3 separate regions of the Gossypium hirsutum genome follow, and regions 1 and 2 are each linked to region 3. The links are chromatin contacts, called in public Hi-C maps. All regions are on one chromosome and are shown on one strand. Each heading gives the region's core, a stretch centred on a gene start, on an enhancer-like site or on the middle of the called end of the contact. The rest is flanking DNA. Distances are from core to core; before and after follow the strand shown.

Region 1 (3,386 bases), core at 468-2,967, 280 kb before region 3:
TTTTTTATTCCTTCATCCATAAGTTCTAAATCACTTAAATCATAGCATTTGGCTCAATCATAACTGTGAGAACTACTTTCTAACTTTCCCTTATACACAATCAATTTCTTAGTTATTTTTGCTATAAGATGATGCTACTATAATCCAAAAAAAAAAAAATGGCAAACTCAAGTTAACATAATACTTTGATCAGTTACACACTGATTTCCACGAACAGCTTTAATGGCATCCTTCAAAGCCTGCTCACTAAGCTGGAGGTTCTTGAACAACTGCTGCCCAAACCTCTTATCTGAGGTAAATGCTAGGACAAAATGTTCCACCGAAACAAAATTATCTCCCATTTCTTTCTTATGCTTTCGAGAATTGTCTAAAAGGGAGCTAAGATTTGATCCCATTATAGGGTTACTTGTGTCCATCACCTGCCAGAGGGAAATAAACGCCCCCTATATCACGAATATCATATAAAAAGAATAAAGCATTGAAGCAAACTCACGAAGTAAACATAACCAATTAAAATACATACTTTAGGCTGCTTCGATATAAAGTCATCGGTAGCCTGCAGAACAGAAGTGTTGTCAAGCCCTGCTTTTGTGAAAATCCTTCTAGCCAACCCATCCTTTTGTTCTAAAAGAGCTTTCATTAAGTGTTCAGATTCCACCATTTGCTGTTTGCTATCCTTTGCTGCTTGAACAGCCCCAACAAGGCCCTCCCAGGCCATATCAGTGTAATCTGATTGGTTGATCTGATGAGAAATATCCAAGGAAACAAAGAGAGTTAACACGAGCATAACAACAATAATTCCACTACAATGTAATCGAACCAAATATCATAAAACTTGTACTCTGATTGGTTGATCTGATATCGGAGAACACAAAGAGAGTTAACACGAGCATGTCAACGGTGAAACCACTGCAATGTAATTGAGCCAAATTTCATAAAATTTGTACTCTGATCGGTTGTTGCGACAAGAAAATATCCAAGAATACAGATATAGCTAACATGAGCATAACAATGGTTAAGACGCTACAATGTAATTGATCAATAAAGTCAAATCAAGCCGGCAAAATTAACATTATTGATAACCAAGTGCTTATTCTAAGCCAAACTAAAATGAAGAAAGCAAACAATTATACACACATACACAGAAATTGAATCCAAATGCCTTCCTTAGCTAAAGTTTGCTAAAAAAAACACACACAAACAGAACAGTTCAATTACTCGAGTGTCTCTCAAAGTAAATAAAACCGAAATGAAATTCATAATTAGAAATGAAAAGTTCAAAAAACAATATATAAACCTGCGCAGGGCTAGTGGCAGAAGAGTAACGTGGAGGGGAAGAGTGATAGCTGCGAGTGAGAGAGAAGAAGCCGCCGTTGTTCGCCGCCACTGCGTTGAAATTTTGAGACCGGTGAGGCGAAATGAGGGAATTACGCAAAGTACAAGCAGCGGCGGAGATGGCGCGAGCGCGAAACAGGTAGGGAATTGAGGCTTTTGATACTTTAATGGCCGAAAAAGCGGACCTTGTTAGCCTTCTTGAGGCCATTTTTGAGGATAAAATGGGAGATTTTGAAATTTAGTTTGGGTTTTTTCTTGTATTGGAACTGTTTTTTTTTCTTTTGCCGGGGGGGGGGGGTTGGTGGTGGTGTTAAGACGGGCTTTGAATTCTCTATGTGCGCGAAAGGAATAGAAAGTTGTAGAAGAGTTGGGATTTTCCTTACAATTTTTCCATTGGTCTACTTTAAGTTATTCGCTCTACTTTGTTAAAATTAAAATTTAATCTCTAAATTTTAATTCCTTCCTTATTAAAAAATAATGACGATTTTAGTCGTGGTTTAAATTAAGTGTTGATCACTGAATCTTAAAAACTTATATTAAAGTTGTCGAAACCGTCCTTTTGAAAAACAAAAATTTTAGGTTGTCGATTTAAAAAAAATGAAAGTTGGGAGTCGCCACCAATCTTTTATTGAGGTGTGATTGGGTCACCTAAAAATGACTTTGGTCTACAAATTTTAGAAAAACGGGTCCGGGAGTCGGTTACGTATGAGGAAGGATTAGCACCCTCATTACGCCCAAAAATTGGTACCTAGTTAATTAATTAATGTCTTAATGTCGAAAATTTGAAAATCGTAATCCTTAGCAAAAACTTAAAACGTTACGTATTAAGACCCTTATCATTTCAGAGAAATAAAAAACCACACCCAATACGTTAGGGCACGACATTCTAATTTTTCCCAAAAATGAATTACGGCAAAATACTAGTGCAATAAAAAATGTAAAAGAATATCCATTTATTCAAGATTTAAGAAATCGCGGCCCAATACGTTAGGGCACAATTCCTCTAAAATCCCAAACTCAGAATATTTCCTTTATTATTTTTTTAAAAAAATATTCATTTCGAGAAATCAATGCGTCACATCCAATACGTTAGGACACAACGTGTTGAATTCCCAATAATGAGTTCTTATTTTTTTTTGATTAAAGAGAAATCCTCGATTGTTAGATTTTCAAAAAAATCGGAACCCAATACGTTAGGGCTCAATTTCCTTGAAAAATCCTAAATACGAGGATTACCTCTATTTTGAAGCGTTTTATTGTAAAATTAAATAAGAGATAGAGTAATGTTATGTTGAATATGTGAATGAATGCCCCTTAAACAAATATCAATAATAAATATAACAATTTCATAGAAATAATATGAATAAATAAATAAATAAACAAAATAATGATGTGCAAAATATCAAATACATAGGTAAGATAATAATAAAAATATGCAAACATAAATTAATAAGCGAATAAAAAAATATACCTGTACACATAAAAAAATATATAAGTTTTAAACAATTAATATAATATTAAAATTAATTAAATAAATTAAACATGTGTATATAAAATATAAGTATGCGAAAATTTTAGTATAAAAAACATAAATACATGCTTAAATATACATATAAAAAAATAATAATTGCATATGAGAATTATAAAATAAAAATTAAAAGAATACAATTGCATTGTCAAAAATATTGATTTTTAAAGAAAATATGAAATTGGACTAAATTGGATCGCCAGTAAAGATCCGGGGTAAATTCGCAAATAAATAAAGTTTGAAGGACTTAATTGAACGCTCGAATTACATAGAGGGAGGGGCTGGAAGGGCAATTTTCCCTTCTCCTCTAAACGACGCCGTTCAAATTAGACCAAATTGAAATAAAAATAAATAAAAGGGTAAATTAAAAAAATAAAAAAACTTAATTACAAAAACATTAAAAGGCGGAGGGGCTAAATAACATTCGCAGTGGCCTTCTCCCTTTTTTTAAAATCGTAAATAAGTAAAAAATAATCAAAAGAAAAAAAATAGTAAGCCACCTTTAAAAAACTGCCAATCGTTC
Region 2 (3,671 bases), core at 339-2,838, 260 kb before region 3:
CGAATATGAATAAAAATAAAATGTAGAAAAATGATAGATACATTTCCGGCCATCGACAGCTTTGAAAAGTAATTCTTGTGGTGCTAAGTTACTTTGACACAGAGTTACCTTGTTTTTTCTTCTCTGACAAATACATTCAGTAATATACTATTTACATCATTCGATACTCTTCTGCCATTGAACCTACAAAAAAGACTCAAATTTTCTCCACTTTTCTATCCTATTTTCCGGTCTACACAGCTCCTCCTGAAATGGCTGCAGCAAGGGCTGCCGTGAAATTGGGGTCTCTGCTCAAAGAAGCCGCCATTTGATGAACTAAAATCTGTTGGATTGCTGGTGCATCGATTTGTAGGGCTGCCCTTTCGGTTTCATCGCCGCCCAAACCAGGTTGAAGCAGCTCCAGTGTTACAGTGGGAGCTGAAGCTTTGGTTGGGGCAGATGAAACAGGACCCGAACCAGTGTTGGAACTAGGGGTGTTGTTGTTGGAGCTTAAAGATATTTCAGCGGGTGGAGAATGGTGGTGCTCATGGTGGTTGTGCTCTCCTTCATATGTTGCCACCAAGATAGATGGGTCTTCAGCACTTCTTTGCACCTGCAAAACCATCCATCAATACCCAAAAAACAAAAATTAGAAACAAATAATGCTCTTGGATCCAGGCCGAAGCCAAAAAATTACTTTAAAAACAAAAATTGCTCTTGGAGAGGAAGCAACACTCACCTTTTTCTTGACCGGACAACTTGGGGCAAAAGAGCACTTGAAGTATGCTCTGGGACAGGGGTTATCTCTTGTGACTTTTTGACCATATTTTCGCCATTGATATCCATCCCTTACTATCTGTAACATCATACAACAACATTAAATTTGGCTCAGTTTCGAGTTCGAATCATTTCGGGTCTCAGTAATAGGAAATTTGAACTCCGAGTAACCTACCAGGCTATTATCAGAAGGATTTGTGCGGACTTGAACCCTGGAAACCTTAGGTTTAATGCAGTCCTTGGGAGTTTTAGGTGAGCCATCATCACTAGAGCTGGTCTCAGTGTTTCCACTAAATCCAATCATGTTGGCACCATAATCCTCACATTCAGCTTTTCTCTTCTTTGATGATGATGTTGTTGCAGCAGCAGCAGTTTCAATTTCAGGGTTCTTGTTGACAAATTCCATGAATTGGTGCTGCAAAGAGTAATACTGTTCGCATAGAACTGTTAGCATCTTAGTTAGCTTCTTGTTCTCGGCGCTGACCCGATTCAATTCCTCCACCAACACTCCACTCTGTTAAAAAAATTAGTAACATTCAGCTCTAAACAACATATACAAGCAGAAATAGTTGTAATTATGATTTTAGTCCTTTTGAAACTCACCTCATATTTAACTGGTGCCGACTCGACCACATCTCCCTCAAATTCTCGTTTCTGGTTCAAGAAGTTGAAAAACTTTCTTTGTAAGTCCCAACAATCGAAAACCAGGGGGAAAATAGCTTTAAAAACCAATAGGAAAAAGAAAACCCAAACTCACCATAGCTTTGTTGGTGCGAAAACAAGGGTTGATGTTGAGATCCAAAGTAGTATCCACCCAAGCTGGTTCCATTACTGAACGTATTGTAGTACTATATGAACAAAACAAAAGCAAACAAGAAACAGGGACTCAGAGATGAAAAGCCGGGGAAAAGCAAAGGGTTATTAAGGAAAGCAAGTGGAAGGTGCGGATGAAATAGGCTTCTCTTAAACAATAGTATTCATAAATACATCCCACTTGGAGTCTTAGCTTGAAAAAGTGGTCTATAATCCGACGAACAAGATGTTTGAAAATAAGAAAAAGGAGGAAAGAGGAAAGTCATGCGCGTCGGTACGAAAATGTTGAAATTCAGTGGGAATTTTCAAAGTCAAGCCTCCCACCCACCAATGGCAGTTAGATATATGGGATACAAACTAAAAACCAAGGTTTCTTCATGTTGACCGTAATTTTATCTGCTCCACTTTCTGCCCTTCGCCCACCTCCTCTGCCGACCTTTCCACGTTCTTTCCTTGTCTTATATTCAAAGGATTAATTTCATTTGAAGTCCTCAAACTTCTAAACCTTTTCATTGAGTTTTAAAAGGTATCGATATTGTATCAATTAGATCCTTTTTTCAGCTTAGCTATTAACTCTGACATTAAATGCTAGCTCAAATTGAACATGAACAGTTCTGAATCTGACATGTTAAAAAATACATTTCTTATATTTTAACATGTTATATCTAAGTTGTTTATGTGATAAGTACACAGGTGAGTATAATTTGATCCATGTGTTTTAAATAAGTTCCACATTATATCCAAAACGACATTTAATACTTATATTGATGATTAAGTTGATAGAATAACCTGATTGATACAATACTAATACTTTAATGACACAATTAGAATATTTGGTAGTTTATGACCAAGTTATAAGCTAGGCAATAGTTTGTGGATATTTGGTAGAATTAACCCAATATTTAATAGGGTTAATTACCTCATATAACTACCCTTAATCTCACATTTCAAAACATTCTTTCTAAATCCTGAAAGTATCGATATCGTTACAATTAAGTCATTTCATCTGGGCATTAAATACTAGCTCGACACATATTTAAAAGCATAGATCAAATTTTAAAAACTCTTGTACCTATTAATAGTGTCAAAACCATTTTTTATTTGAATTTGAAAAAAACGGGATCGACTTTTAAAATGAAAACGGAAATGGGAGTCGCCACCGATCCTTTATTGAGGTGTGATCGGCTCACCTTGAAAATGATTTTGGTTTGCGAAATTTGAGAAAACAGGTTCGGGAGTTGGTTACGCACGAGGAAGGGTTAGCACCCTCGTAACGCCTAAAATTGGTACCGAATCGATTGTTTAATGTCTTAGTGTCGAAATTTTGAAAAGATTTTAAAATACGATCCTTCGAAAAAAATTCGAGTAAAATGAATTGGATGATAAGACTCGTTTATTTCAAAGAAATAAATTATCGCACTCAGTAAGTTAGAGTGTAATATTTCAAATCTTCAAAGTTAAATTTATTTCTTGACCTTAAAAACCTATGCATTTTGAGAAGGATATCAGATTATTTGGGTCAAATGAGAAAACCAAAACCCAATAAGTTAGGGTTCGATTTCACAAAATTCCTAAATATCGAACATTGCCTTTATTTTTATTTGTTAGAAAAATCCTCGTCTCGAGAACAATATGTCATATCCAATACGTTAGGACACAACGCATCAGATTCCCAAGAATGAGTTTTTATTTTGGAATTTCTATGTTCAAATTGAAAAAGGGGTATTCGACTATTTAAAATCAAAAAGGAGAATTGAAGCCCAGTAAGTTAGGGCACAATCCTCTCGAGAATTTTTAAACACCAAGCTTTGTAGGAATTTTGAAATAAAACAATTATAATGCTTTAATGAAATGCAATTTTTACAAACAATATAATAAAATATCAATATACAAATCAAATGGTGAATAGCAAGCTAAATTTACAATTTGGAGCAACCAAACATATAATACATCAACATTAATAATCAAATAAACTAATAATCAATCTTACAAATACCGAAATGAGAATAATTAATATAAAGATAATTTAATCACAAGTAAACCACTTAAAATAATTGAAATGAATAAAAAAATTTGAAAACAAAAATAAAATTTTGTAAATT
Region 3 (3,477 bases), core at 118-2,617:
TAGATCATAACATGGAGAAAGACACCTATACTAGAGTGCAAATAGTTGCTTATATGGAGCCTAACTCTATAAGTGGTTCTTTTAGGGACAAAATACTATTTATTAAATCTTAAGATTTATGTCAACTAAATCTTAGCTCACGTAATATCAACTCTGAGTTGATTCGAAATTTTAATACTGAAATTATATTTGTACTTTTTATTATTTGCAAATAGAAGTTTAAGACTTAATCGAGCTCAAGCATGAGTAACTCGATTAAGTCTTGAGCCGAACTCAAGCTTAGAGATTGACGTTGGATCAAATTTTAATAATTTTCGGGGTTTTTTTTTTAATCAGAAAGAAGCGGAAGGGAAGCTAATTACAACGTGGTAATAGGGTGTTTTTTGCTTCGACTGGTTGCTGTGACTGAAAAAGAACTTCAAAAGATGGCAGAACTGAGAATCCAAATAGCGGCTGTTCTTGAAAATGTTAAAGATGAGCTCCGAAACAAAGATTTATTCATAACCGCAAAGGAGATTGAATCAAACAATGGCATTGATGAAGATTTAGAATCGGAGTTTAATGGCGATCTTATATCAAATAAAGAGATATTTGATCAGCCTTTGAAATGTGAAGATGTGCCGAAAGAAGAAAAGTATCTGGAAGGAATGGATAGACTTGAAGCAGAACTTGAAGCCGAGTTAGAACGTTTGCAACTCCATTTGGATGCAAGCAAATTGTCCTCAACCCATCCTCAGGTACGATTAAAACTTGGGAATTTGGCATGTCTTTTGTATTTCATTGTTTTTGGTTAGGGTGATTTAATTAATTTGAATCTAAATTCCAGTTGAATTTGATTTGACCGAATTTGAACCGTAATCGACTTGAAACCAAAGATCATCTGAATTTGAAATGACTTGAATTTAAAATGGTCCAAACTTGAAATGATTCGAATTCATAATTCCAGTTGAACTTGAATTGACTCAATCTGAACGAGTAACCCAAAATGGTCTGAACTTGAAATTGATTTAAACTCAAATAAATTGACCCAACTTGAACAAATATCTCTAAATGACCTAAACCTACCATGACTCAAAAAACTATAATGACTTAAGACTTGAAATATCCAAATAAAACAAACTTGAATGACTTGAATTGAAATTATCTAAAACTTTTAAAACTCTAATTGGCCCAACCCAAAATTATCTAAAACCAAAAATGATGTGAATCTTGAATGATCCAAACCTAAAACGTATAAATTAATTCATACTTGGAATCAGCCCATACCTAACTCAATATGTTTAGTTTATGTAGTAGTACTAACTAATATTGAAACCTTACCAATTCCCTGGAGATTTTAAATGTCATCTTTTTTACAACTATAGCAGAGTACTGGTAATAGTTCAGCCCGAAGCTACAGTATGAGCTATGGAGAAGTAATTGACCCGACAATTTATGGTGAAGAAGAAGAGTGTGCGCAGTTGCATTGTGGTGTTCCTCCACACGAACTGGAGAGAAAGTTGCATGAATTGTTGGAATCGAGGCAGGAAGAGCAGATAAGAGAATTAGAAGCTGCTTTGGCAAGTGCACAGCAAGAACTGGTCGACAAGGAAAGAGAGATTTCATGGTGGAAAGACACTGCACGGCTTATGTCGATTCATGTCCAACAACCTTCACAGTTTGGTTCCTAGCTGAGGTGAGAAAATTTCTTACTGCTTTTTTTCATGTGTATCATATCAGGTGTAGTTGTTTGGTGTTTAAAGATGAATTGTTTGTTATTTTGGCTTTAAAAGCATTTTGGATGGTTGATTAGTTTGCAAGTGAAACAGGGAAATTATTTCACATTTTTAAGGGATATTAGTTTATCAATGAATAGTTATCTACATTAAATTGAAGGCCTTTCATTTGAATTTTAATGTTGTTTTTTTATTTTTTATAGTTCTCGTTAAAACCACCCTTACTATTTCGAGTCTCACCACATGTAATTGTCATGAATGAGTCTTGCCCTAGAGTTGTGTATTGATTTTATTTTATTTGTACTATAATTACACTATATTTGTAGCTGTGAACTCTAAAAGAATGAAAATAAAAATTAAGTTAAATTGAGATAGGAGGACTGAAAGAGTGCACTCTATTATCATTAATAAGCAGCAAATCCTGATATAAAGGTTCAGTAATACAATCAGGTTTGGACATTCATGTACACTCTAAGCACTAGAAACGACCTGAATAAAGAACAAGCAAATTGTATAAGCCTGTAGGTTTGTAATTAAACCTATCAATTTTGATCCCAAATCTAGAAATACAATTCCAACCTCAACTCGTTTTAATTATAAAAATTCTAACCATTTGTATTTAAATTGACTTTTGATTTTAAAATTGACTTTTGATTTTAAAATTGACTTGAAGTACTTCAAATTGACTCGATTTGAGTTTTAAATTGAACCAACTTAAATCTAATAGGACATGAACCCAAATTAACTCAAATTGAAATGTTGAAATGGTATAGAAGTTTTAAAATCCAAATTATTTAATCATTAATCTAATTTAAAATCAAATTGATTTGATCAATTAGTTATTTAAACTGTCAACATAGGTTTTTGAATTGAATTGATGGTTAAATCGATTAGACCATTGATTTTTGATTCGATCATTGTTGTTTTCTTTTAAGAAACTCTAAAAACTAGGGAAATAAAAAATTTTGAAAAAATAAGGAAAATATTTAAATAACAATAATACATTTATTCATTTTTTTTCTTCGGATTTAGGTTGGTGGGTGGGTTTAGGGTTAGCTTGTATTCATTTCTATTTGTTTAGGGTTTTTTTTCATTGGGGCTAGATTTTTCTTAGGGTTAGCTTGTATTCGTTTTCTATTTGTTTAGGGTTTTTTCCTCATTTGGGCTAGATTTTTCTTAGGGTTTAGGTAAAACAATTTGACCCAAAACATAAAAATTGAGTAGGGTGGCACAAACATGGATTTGAGTCTAATTCCTGGTAAAGATGATGTTTTATAACCAATCACATTGAGTAGCAATTAATAATAATATAAGCGTCCCAGTTCCAGCAAGTTGCAACCACATAACTAACCCTCAAGTTATTCCGTTACCCTTTTTTAAGGTCCGCAGAACTAATGGGACAAAACAGGATTAGATAGAACGCCATGTCTGAGCCGACACAACCCTTTAAGTCTGAACACAGAGAAAGGCAACTCTCCCGTGCGCACTACGCACTACCCACCATTTCTTTTGGCTTCTTCTTTTCTTTTATATAAACCCCCTTCCATTCCATTCATAAATTTGAGAGAGAGAGAGATCATTTGTCAACGTCTTATAAATTTGAGAGAGAGAGAGATCATTTGTCAACGTCTTACTTCCCACTTTCGTTTACTCGTTTTTCCTTATATCATAAATGTAATAGGTCTTCCATTGTTTTTAATTTTTACCAACATTGATATGTCTGTGGTAATGATGTTAACAACTCTTTTTCTTCTTGCTAGTT

The links. Hi-C and Micro-C count contacts between places; a contact is called where the count stands out from the background.
Region 1: a contact with region 3 is called in a Hi-C map of leaf, with 2.2 times the contacts expected there. The contact joins the promoter of LOC107901621 here to the promoter of LOC107901662 in region 3. A contact is called at or near these places in 5 of 34 Hi-C or Micro-C datasets (all in leaf).
Region 2: a contact with region 3 is called in a Hi-C map of leaf, with 3 times the contacts expected there. The contact joins the promoter of LOC107901624 here to the promoter of LOC107901662 in region 3. A contact is called at or near these places in 12 of 34 Hi-C or Micro-C datasets (callus, fibers, hypocotyl and 1 more).

What each region holds. Positions count from the first base shown.
Region 1 is chrD06:24,657,491-24,660,876 of Gossypium_hirsutum_v2.1, forward strand. LOC107901621 (chaperone protein ClpB3, mitochondrial) reads right to left here and starts at 1,718. Exons shown (of 10, transcript XM_016827699.2): 1 at 1,298-1,718; 2 at 524-742; 3 at 185-419. The coding sequence starts at 1,543.
Region 2 is chrD06:24,677,342-24,681,012 of Gossypium_hirsutum_v2.1, forward strand. LOC107901624 (probable WRKY transcription factor 40) reads right to left here and starts at 1,589. Exons shown (of 5, transcript NM_001326907.1): 1 at 1,514-1,589; 2 at 1,360-1,410; 3 at 932-1,270; 4 at 719-835; 5 at 215-592. The coding sequence starts at 1,585. The coding sequence ends at 233.
Region 3 is chrD06:24,935,271-24,938,747 of Gossypium_hirsutum_v2.1, forward strand. LOC107901662 (chorismate mutase 2) reads left to right here and starts at 1,368. Exons shown (of 6, transcript XM_016827750.2): 1 at 1,368-1,675; 2 at 3,476-3,477.